Linked DNA regions of Pan troglodytes: region 1 is linked to region 2. Evidence: chromatin contacts called from public capture Hi-C data. All regions are on one chromosome and are shown on one strand. The core of a region is the stretch at or near the end of the contact, and the rest is flanking DNA. Distances in the headings are between cores, read along the strand shown. Region 1 overlaps LRRC75A (leucine rich repeat containing 75A). Region 2 has its middle 21 kb from the start of LRRC75A.

Region 1 (4,488 bases), core at 1,013-3,512, 49 kb before region 2:
GGACACTCAGCCTCAGAGGTGAAGACATCTGGGAGTGGTGGGGACTGAGGCAAAGTGGACAGCCCCATGCAGGGCCCCGGACAGCCTTCTATGACACCTTTGTGCAAATAAGAAAAAGTTCACCTCCAGGGGGACATGGGCTTGCACCAGGGCTCATGGCTTGGTGGGTAGAGAGAGGGCTGGATTTGAACTTTCCCCTGCCTCCCCCTACCCTGCCACCCCTCTGTACGCATGCTTTTGTGCAAGGTACAACCTGTACAACTGTATGTGGTGGCCTTGGCCCCATATAACAGGGATGGCTACTTAGCTCCAGCCCTGCAGAAATGAGGGCTTCATGTTGCTGGAGCTTCCAGTTTTTCAAGGGCAGCTGAATATAGGGATCATGTGAAAAATTCTGGTTTTTAAATGTTGGCAATGAATTCACCCCCTGGGCCAAACAAAACCAATCTGTGCTAGTGGCACCAAGGGAGAGCACCTCAAGCACTTGGTGCCTGGAGGACGGGCTTGTCCTCCTTGGGCCTGGGCAGTGTCTGCCAGTCCTCCTTGGGCATAGAGCTGCTCTGCCCAGAAAGGCACCCACCGCACACCCCGGGACCTGGCTGGCTTGGACCACAGCCACCCTACCGGCTTGGGACAGTGGATGTAGCGTGCCAGGCTGATGATGAGGTCGTGTGTGATGGGGTCCACCAGGTTCCGGAAGCTGGCGTAGCGATACAGAACGTCGTCTAGCGAGGTCGACTCCATGCCCAGGTCCTGTAAGAGCAAAGGATGCCCAGAGGTCAGGGCTGGCTGCCCACCCAGCTCGCCCACCATCCCCAAGAGAAGTAGGCACAGACCCTTAGAGGCGACTCTGCCTCCCAGAGCCCCGGTGGGGAGCATCTGCAGAACTTCCCTCAGGGGCTGGGGCAGGCCCCTCCTGTTTGTCTTTGCCTCCAAGTTGAGGAAGAGCAGGGACTGGCCTCTGCAGGCTCTGCAGTTTGTGCAGGTCCTGGCTTGTGGCCCTCTCCTAGGACAGCCCCTGACCTTTGTCTCTCTGGTTTTCCAGAGGAGGAAGCCAAGGGTGGCCTGCCTCGGTGCAAGCAGCTGCTTCTCTATGGTGGCAAAATTTGGAATTAACTGCCTTGTGACAGGATGGTTTATTGATATTTATTTGTGTTTTCTTCCTGCTTCTGACGTGGTTTTTACTGCTCCTTCTGTAGCCGATGCAGCCTCAGTGTTCCTTTGCCTTGGGGGTTTCTGAGTGGGGGGGTTGTAAGCAGATCCTGCCAGGCACCCAGAAGGAAACCTCATCAGGACTCCCTCAGAAAGGTACTGAGTGGAATCTTCCCGATGGGAGGGGAGCAGCTTGGAGGCGAATGCTACTAAGTGTGGTGGGGCCGCGGCAGAAACCGCTGGAGCAGAGCTTCCCTGGGTCTGAGGAAGGAATTGGGTTTGGGGGCTCAGGACACACCACCCCAGAATACGGTACCCTGGCATCTGAGGAGGCAGCTGACACAGGAAGGTCTCTCTGACTGCTGTTCTCCCCCAAAGCAGGCCCTGAAGAATCCTGTGACCTTCCTCTAAAGTAGGTCGTGAGACCCCTGAGCTTAAAACGGAGTGATCGGCTTTGGAGAAGTAAGGAGACATGACGTGCCTGCCCTGGGGTGGGGACTAAACTTCGTGCCACTCCATGTGAAAGGGGGAGGTACGCCTGCTCCCTTTCCTCAAGCCCCCCCCCTCCCAATTTCTGCCATCCTTGGGTATGAGCTACACGACAGTCCCTGACCCTAGCTTGGTGCCCTGCACAGACCAGGCAATGCTGACATTCCCATCCGGAGACTGTCCTCACACCATCCTGGGGAACATGAGGCATCCCTGGGTAGGGAGGCAAAGCAGGCCCACCCACTGCAGGCTGTCCTCATTCTGGGGGCTCCCACAGCTGCCCCAGCACAGCCCAGAGAAAGGCTCCCAGCCCAGGTGGCTGGGGTCCAGTGCCCTGGGGACGGGACGTCTGGGCAGGGAATGTGTGGGTGACCAGCTGAGTTTGCTCCTTGTCATTTTGTTTGTATTCTGAACTTTTAAAATACCTTCCCCACATGATTCTTAGAAATCCCTGGAAGGCACGCAGGCTGGACATCATCATATATTCTCTACAGATGGAGACACCAAAGCCCACGCCTTCTGTGCTGTTGGAATTTCAGGAAGGATGGGGGTGGGGCACGGCCTCAGCCCTGGGCATGTTCTGCAGATTGCACTGCTCTTATCTGCCAGGGGGTGGTGAGAGGGTGGCTGAGCTGGACAGATGGCGGGCAGGGACGGGCTCTGCGGTCTGGCAGCTGACATTGATACAAGCAAATAAAGTCTTTGCTGGGGGCTCTGGAGGGCCTGGGTGTCATGCCTGGGGGTGGGAGGAGCCTCTTGGGGGGAGCCCCTTGGAGCCCACCTGCCAGCCGGGTCCTACCTGCCGTGGTTAGGGGGCACTCTGCCCCCACCCTCATTAACGCCTCAGTGAGGACACAAGAGGCCAGTTGTGAGGGCTGTTTTCCATATGGCAGGAATGAACCTTGGAGGCAAACTGCCAGGTCCTGTGCCAGGCTCTCTGGCTGCTGAAAAAATTTGCTGGGAACCAAGACCTGGGGGCTCAAGGTCTGTCATGGATGCAGTCAGGGGAGGCTTCTGAAGCACTGGCTGGTACAGGTTCTAGAGCTGCACCCCCTTGTAGAAGCAGGTGCAATACCCGCCTTTGACCTCTGGCCCTGCCCTGGCTTTTTCAATCCCTCAGCCAGGGCTGCATCCTGAAGCAAGCAACCTGACAATGCTAAGCCTCAGTTTCCTCATCTGTAAAATGGGGACAGTGACCCCAGCATCACAAGGAGGCAAGGGGAACAAGACCAAGTGTTACATGTAAAGCCTCTGGCAGGGAACAGAGAAAGCAGCAGTGCCCTTTCTACTACATTTCTGCCCCCTCCTCCCTGGAAGGCCCGTCCTCACCTTCTGCAGGGGTTCTCGATCTCCTGGACCACAGACCCAATTGAGAATGTGTCAAAAGCCATGAGCTCTCTCCCTAGAAAAATTCAGGAGTCAGGGCTGGGCGGGGACCTGAGCACACAGAGTCCACACTGGCCTCATGGTCAGGAGGGTGTGTCAGAGCCGTGTGGACACGAGGGACCCCAGGACACAAACTATCACCCACTAATGTGCAAAATCACAGCCCTGCCCTCCCTGGGGCGGGAGGAAGCTGGGGACACAGGAAGGCCGAAAGTCAAAGGACTTGTGTTCTATGGTCTCAGAGGGCCTGTGTGGTCAAACGAGCTGTGGCCCAGTGCCTGGTTTGCCAGCCAGTCCCTGCCTACAGCTTGAGGCTCCCCTTCCTGGGGACAGGGAGCTGGAGAAGGAGGGCAGATGAGGTGGAAACAGAGGGGTGGTTATTCCCATGGTCAGAGGCTGCACTGGTGGCCACGGGGAAGAGGCCACAGGCATGGAGCTATTTTTCTTTTACACTCTGTCGAGCAGGCTGGGCTGCTCCTCTGTGGTTGGCAACTTAATGCCAGCCTCTATGCCTCCTCTGCTTTGCCCCTGGGCACCCCTCTCCTCTGTGAGCACCCCGGCACCTAGTGGTCTCCCCCTTACAATTGTCCCTGCAGTCTGTCCCTAAATGACCCTGGGAAATAGCACTGGATTTTAGGCCCTGGCCAGCCCCAACTCGCTGTAAGTCTGTGGCAAGAGACTTCCCTCTTGGGATTCATTTCCCTATCTGTGAAATGGGCAGATGAACCACACTAGTGGTTATTAAACTGTGTTCCAAGATCTTGAGGCTGACGGTCGGGGGCTGCGGTAGACAAGAGGGAGGTGAGAGGAACCAGCAGGGCTGTGGGCTGCAGCTCTTACAAAGCAGCTCCTGGTTACAAACAAATGAACGCAGTTCTGTTCCAAAGAGAAGCTTGAAAGCCCTGGACCAGATGACTGCCTGGGTTTCTTGTGTTCCTACCAGCCCTGCCCCATCTTCCTGGACCCCCTACATCTCCAAGCTAGTCTAGGCCATCCCTGGAAGGACCAAGAAAATCCCAGTTGCCAACCCAGGAGGTTGGGCAGGTCTGTGAAGATGCCAAATGTCCTTTCTGGAGCCCACTCCCCTGCCGTCTCCCCGCGCCATCCCCCTGGTTGCCCAGCTGCTGACTGTGGCTCTGCCTCTCTGGAGCACTGTCTGGGTTCATGTGGTTGTTGCTTAGGAGGGGAAAAGGAGTGTAGAGGCAGGATGGGAGGGAAGGAGGAGGGTCTCCTAGAAAGGCAGCTCAGGGTCACTGTGAGTCACGGCCAACACCGGCCCGCCCTGTGAATTCCAGGTGGGGTGGGGCTCCCCAAGGTCCCAGGGCTACAACAGGGAAAGCCAGATAGAGGCTGGCCAAAGGCCATGGCACACATTATTGCTTTATTGCTTTATTTCAACCCCACCTAGGCCCACAGGATGCTTATGCTAACTGAGGGCACTTCATAGTCCTGAGGACCTTG
Region 2 (4,489 bases), core at 618-3,117:
TCTGACTTTTGTGCGGCGTGAAGTGAAGAAGCTTAACAGGGCATTTCCTTTCGTGCTATTCTGGCTGTGATGAGCATTTGCAGAATCCCTGGGCATTATTCTCATGGCATTACTCTCTCACTAAAGAGTCTGAGGGCTCGAAGTCATTATCGCTCAGTTCTCTCTGAAACTTCAAGTCAGCATCTCAGCTATTCTGTCAATGTTGTGAGCAAAAACTAGTAGCCACACTTTCCAAGTGACAGAGAGGAAGTGTGAGCATGCCACTTCATTACATTTCCTCTCCGGTTGACAGAAGATTCTGACCATGCCTCTTGTTGTCTAGAACAATGGAGGGTGATTTTGTGTCCAAAGGACATGTGGCAATGTTTAGAGACATTTTCCATTGTCATGACTGGGGTTGAGGGAGCTACTGGCATCAGGTGGGTAGAGGCCAGGGATGTTGCTAAACATCCTACAATGCCCGGACGGCCTCCTCTCTGCGAAAAGAATTTTCCAGTCTAAAATACCAATGGTGTCAAGATTAAGAAATCCTGGTCTAGAACTAGAATCCAAATGCCCCAGTGCCAGCCACTTAGTTCTCTCAGAAAGCAGACTTTTCTGCCCACCCCAATCATGTTCCCCTTTTGTAGTGATGGAAGTTATAACAAGATGCAAGACCAGATTACATTTTCCAGCCTTCTTTGCAGTTTAGTGTGGCCATTTCAGTAGCTCCCACCAATGGAACAAGACCTAAAGTGATGTGTGCCACTCTGGCCAAGGCTTCTGAGAATTCCCTTTTCCCTTCTGCTGGCAAGATGTAGATGACAACTAGGCTGGATGGGAGAGCCATGATGGGAGCCTGGACCTGCATCACCCTATGGCAGAGAGCTGCCCCTCAGCTGAAAACACATGCTGCAGTCGCTTATGTGAGTGAGAAATAAACTCCTGTGTTTGAGCCAATTTACATCTTTAGGTCTACTTGTCACAGCAGCTTAGCTCACCCTAGCCAGTAAACAGCCAATCCCCAAGAGCCTATTTTGATGCTAGGAGCCTTAGGAAGCAGAGAGAGCTCTGAATGAGGCAAACATGGCAGGGATCTTTGCCCCTGAGGTTAGCTTGGGTCCCCTCTGCTAAATGGTAGGAGCAGCGCAAGTTCAAGCCTGCCATCAAGGGGCCCTTGCTTTGTTTAGTACAGCCTTGACTTCAGGAGTAGGTGGTGATATGATCCCCACTCTGTGTGATTTCAGCTACGTCATCACAATTAGACACTTAGGCTACTCCGATGGTCCATTTTATGTGTCAGCTCAACTGGGCCACTAGATGCCCAGCTATCTGGTCAAACATTATTCTGCTGTGTCTGTGAAGATGTTTCTGGACGAGGTCAGAATTTGAATCTGTAGACTGAGTGAGGCTGATTGTTCTCTCTAATGTGGGTGAGCTGCATCCCATCAGTTGAAGGCCTGGGTAGAACACAAAGGCTGAGTAATAGGAAACCCCTTCCTGCCTGACTGTGGGGACCAGGACATTGGTCTTTTTCTGTCTTTGGTCTCAAACAGAAACATCTGCTCTTTTTGGGTCTTGAGTCTGTGGCTTTCAGACTGGAATGTATGCTCCTGGGTCTTCAACTTGCTGACTGCAGATCTTGGGAAGTTTCAGCCTCCATAATTGCACAGGCCAATTTCTTACGATAAATCTCTCTCTGTCTCTGTCTCTCTCTTTCTCTACACACACACACACACACACACACACACACACGCATCCTGTTGGTTCTTTTCCTCTGGAGAACCCTAATACAGTTGCAAATTGCAGAAACTCACCTGAAAGCAGTTTAGGCAGAAAAGGGAAGAGGCTCAGAGAACAAAAGCACAGGAAGTGATGGGGTGCAGCTGGCCGCAGGGACAGCCGGACCAGCAGGGCGCATTTTCTCCACCTCTTATCCCCACTGCTCTGGGTGTGTTGGCTTCATTCTCTCTTTGTGCAGTTAAGCCTCTTCACACAGCAGGGAAAAAGCATCATCATCTCTAAGCTCATATCCTCACAGCTGCTGGGCCAAAGAGGAAGCGTCCTCCCTGTCTCCCACTTGAAAATTCTGGGAGGGACTTGGGTTGAGCATCCCTGCTGTGCCTGGAGCAGGCTGTATTATCAGGAGAAATAAGGAATGGGCATAAAAAATGGCTGTACATTGTTTCTTGCATGTACTCTGTGACATTGGGATATGGTCACTGTCCCCTTCCACTTCTGCTGGCTCATCTTTGCCTCCCATCCCTGCTACTTTGACCCAGGGAATCAAAGTGTAGCCTCAGGGAGCAAATCACAGAATTTTTTTCCAACAACCCCTCCCCCACCACTCCTACATTGGCAGTGGTGGCTGTCCAAAACGTGACAGGAGAAAATTCTAGCTGTGCAAAATGTGATAGATCCTACAACATGATGACACATGAGATCTGTCATGTAACTCAAGCTGGAAAAAATTCAGGAAGATAAACTGACTGCCATACATCTTAACTAGTCCCTGTCCAGTTTCTATTGGCTAATGCTAGTTTGTTTCTTTTATTTTTTTGAGATGGAGTCTTGCTGTGTCACCCAGGCTGGAGTGCAGTGGCGCAATCTCAGCTCACTGCAACTCCTGCCTCATGGATTCAAGGGGTCCTTCTCCCTCAGCCTCCCAAGTAGCTGGGATTACAGAAGCGTGCCACCATGTCCAGCTAATTTTTGTATATTCTTAGTAGAGACGGGATTTCACCATGTTGGCCAGGCTGGTCTTGAACTACTGACCTCAGGTGATCCACCCGCCTCAGCCTCCCAAAGTGTAGGGATTACAGGCGTGAGCCACCGTGCCTGGCCCATCCTAGTTTCTTTCTTTTTTTTTTTTTTTTTTTTGAGATGGAGTTTCGCTCTTGTTGCCCAGGCTGGAGTGCAATGGCATGATCTTGGCTCATAGCAACCTCCGCCTCCCGGGTTCAAGCCATTCTCCTGCCTCAGCCTCCGGAGTAGCTGGGATTACAGGCATGCGCCACCACGCCTGGCTAATTTTGTATTTTTAGTAGAGAAGGGGTTTCTCCATGTTGGTCAGGCTGGTCTCAAACTCCGGACCTCAGGTGATCCGCCCACCTCGGCCTCCCAAAGTGCTGGGATTACAGGCGTGAGCCACTGCGCCCGGCCATTTATTTCATTCATCATACTTATCATACTCTGTGATTCCTTGCTTGATTTGTTTACTTGTTTACTGTCCACCTTTCCTACCAGAATTAAGCTCCCTGAGGGCCAGGTTCCATCTGTCTTGGTTCTTGCAGTGTCTCCATACCTGTCACAGTGGTTGGCATGCCCCTGCTTGTGATGTGTGTAACAGAATATGCCTTTTGCCAATGCTCGGGGTGTTGCTGGGGTTTTGCTGAGGTTTTCCACTTTTCTCTGCACATGGTGACTTAAAGGTCTGCAGGCACTTCTTTGAATCTACTCTTATTTCCGCCATGCCTCGCAGAAGTTCCTTGAGGTCTCTGAGGCCTGAGCGGCCGTTTTCTTCTATGTCTAGTGTAATCACCCTCTACTTTCATACTCTTTTAGTCATTTCAGTGACAACTTGGAAGATGGGGATTCCCGGTACGAGATTGGAAAGGCATAAAATGATACGGCAGTGATCGCTCTTTGGAGATGGTGCTCATAGTCTCACCTTCCAGGGGTTTTTCCTTCATTCTACAAATATTTATTTATTGGCAGGGGCTCGGTTCACTCTCTTGAGCCACTCTCTTGGGCAAGTTCCAAGTCCTCATGTTGACCTGTCTGCTGCATTTGCCATTGCGACTGCTCTTTCCTGTCTGGGGCTTTCTCCACCCTCTTGTTTCTCAGTGCAGTAGGGGTCAAGACCCTGTTCCTTCCTAGTTTGCCTTCTTCCTCTTTGACATCACCTCTCCATCTTCCTCAGAGAATCCCCCCCTTCCTTCAGTATACCACATGGCACATTGGTCCACTGATTTGCCCTTGTCCAGCTTCTCGTCCCAGGCAGTCTCCTCCGAGGCCTTTGGTTCAGTTCCCTTCTGCAGGAGCTGGTTCTCAATTGCGCGTGTGGAGTCAGAGCACAATCACATCTCAAACTCAACACGTGCAGAGTGGAGGTCGCTTCCTCCCCACACCCTTGCTCCTCTCGCTTCTCTTTCCCTCAGCATTTCCCTGCTCCTCATCCAACTTGCAGCCAACTCTTGTGGATTCTACATTCCCAGCATCTCTCTGGGACCCTACCTCTCCATCCTGGCTACCCTTGCCTTAGTCCCAGCCAGAATCATGTTTTTGTTTTGTTTTGTTTTGTTTTCCCAAGACAAAGTCTTTTTCTGTCACCCAGGCTGGAGTGCAGTGGCTCGATCTTGGCTCACTGCAACTTCCGCCTCTTGGGTTCAAGTGGTTCTCCTGCCCCAGCCTCCCGAGTAGCTGGGATTACAGGCGTGTGCCACCACGCCTGGCTAATTTTTGTATTTTTAGTAGAGACAGGGTTTCACCATGTTGGCCAGGCTGGTCT

What was found. Capture Hi-C pulls out chosen DNA fragments and counts their contacts.
Region 1: a contact with region 2 is called in a capture Hi-C map of stem cell-derived neural stem cells, with 4 times the contacts expected there. The contact joins two enhancer-like sites. A contact is called at or near these places in 2 of 7 Hi-C or Micro-C datasets (both in induced pluripotent stem cells) and 1 of 1 other capture datasets (stem cell-derived neural stem cells).

Annotation. Positions count from the first base shown.
Region 1 is chr19:53,528,130-53,532,617 of NHGRI_mPanTro3-v2.0_pri, reverse strand. LRRC75A (leucine rich repeat containing 75A) reads right to left here. Exons shown (of 3, transcript XM_003318099.7): 2 at 625-753. Among named protein-coding and RNA genes, the nearest start is that of LRRC75A, 28 kb to the right of the region's middle. Within about 2 kb of position 2,262, at least 2 of the 24 cell types and tissues checked have an H3K27ac peak or open chromatin away from gene starts, as enhancers often do. A contact at or near this core is called in induced pluripotent stem cells and stem cell-derived neural stem cells, where this site is marked.
Region 2 is chr19:53,479,164-53,483,652 of NHGRI_mPanTro3-v2.0_pri, reverse strand. No RefSeq gene overlaps it. Among named protein-coding and RNA genes, the nearest start is that of LRRC75A, 21 kb to the left of the region's middle. Within about 2 kb of position 1,867, at least 10 of the 24 cell types and tissues checked have an H3K27ac peak or open chromatin away from gene starts, as enhancers often do. A contact at or near this core is called in induced pluripotent stem cells and stem cell-derived neural stem cells, where this site is marked.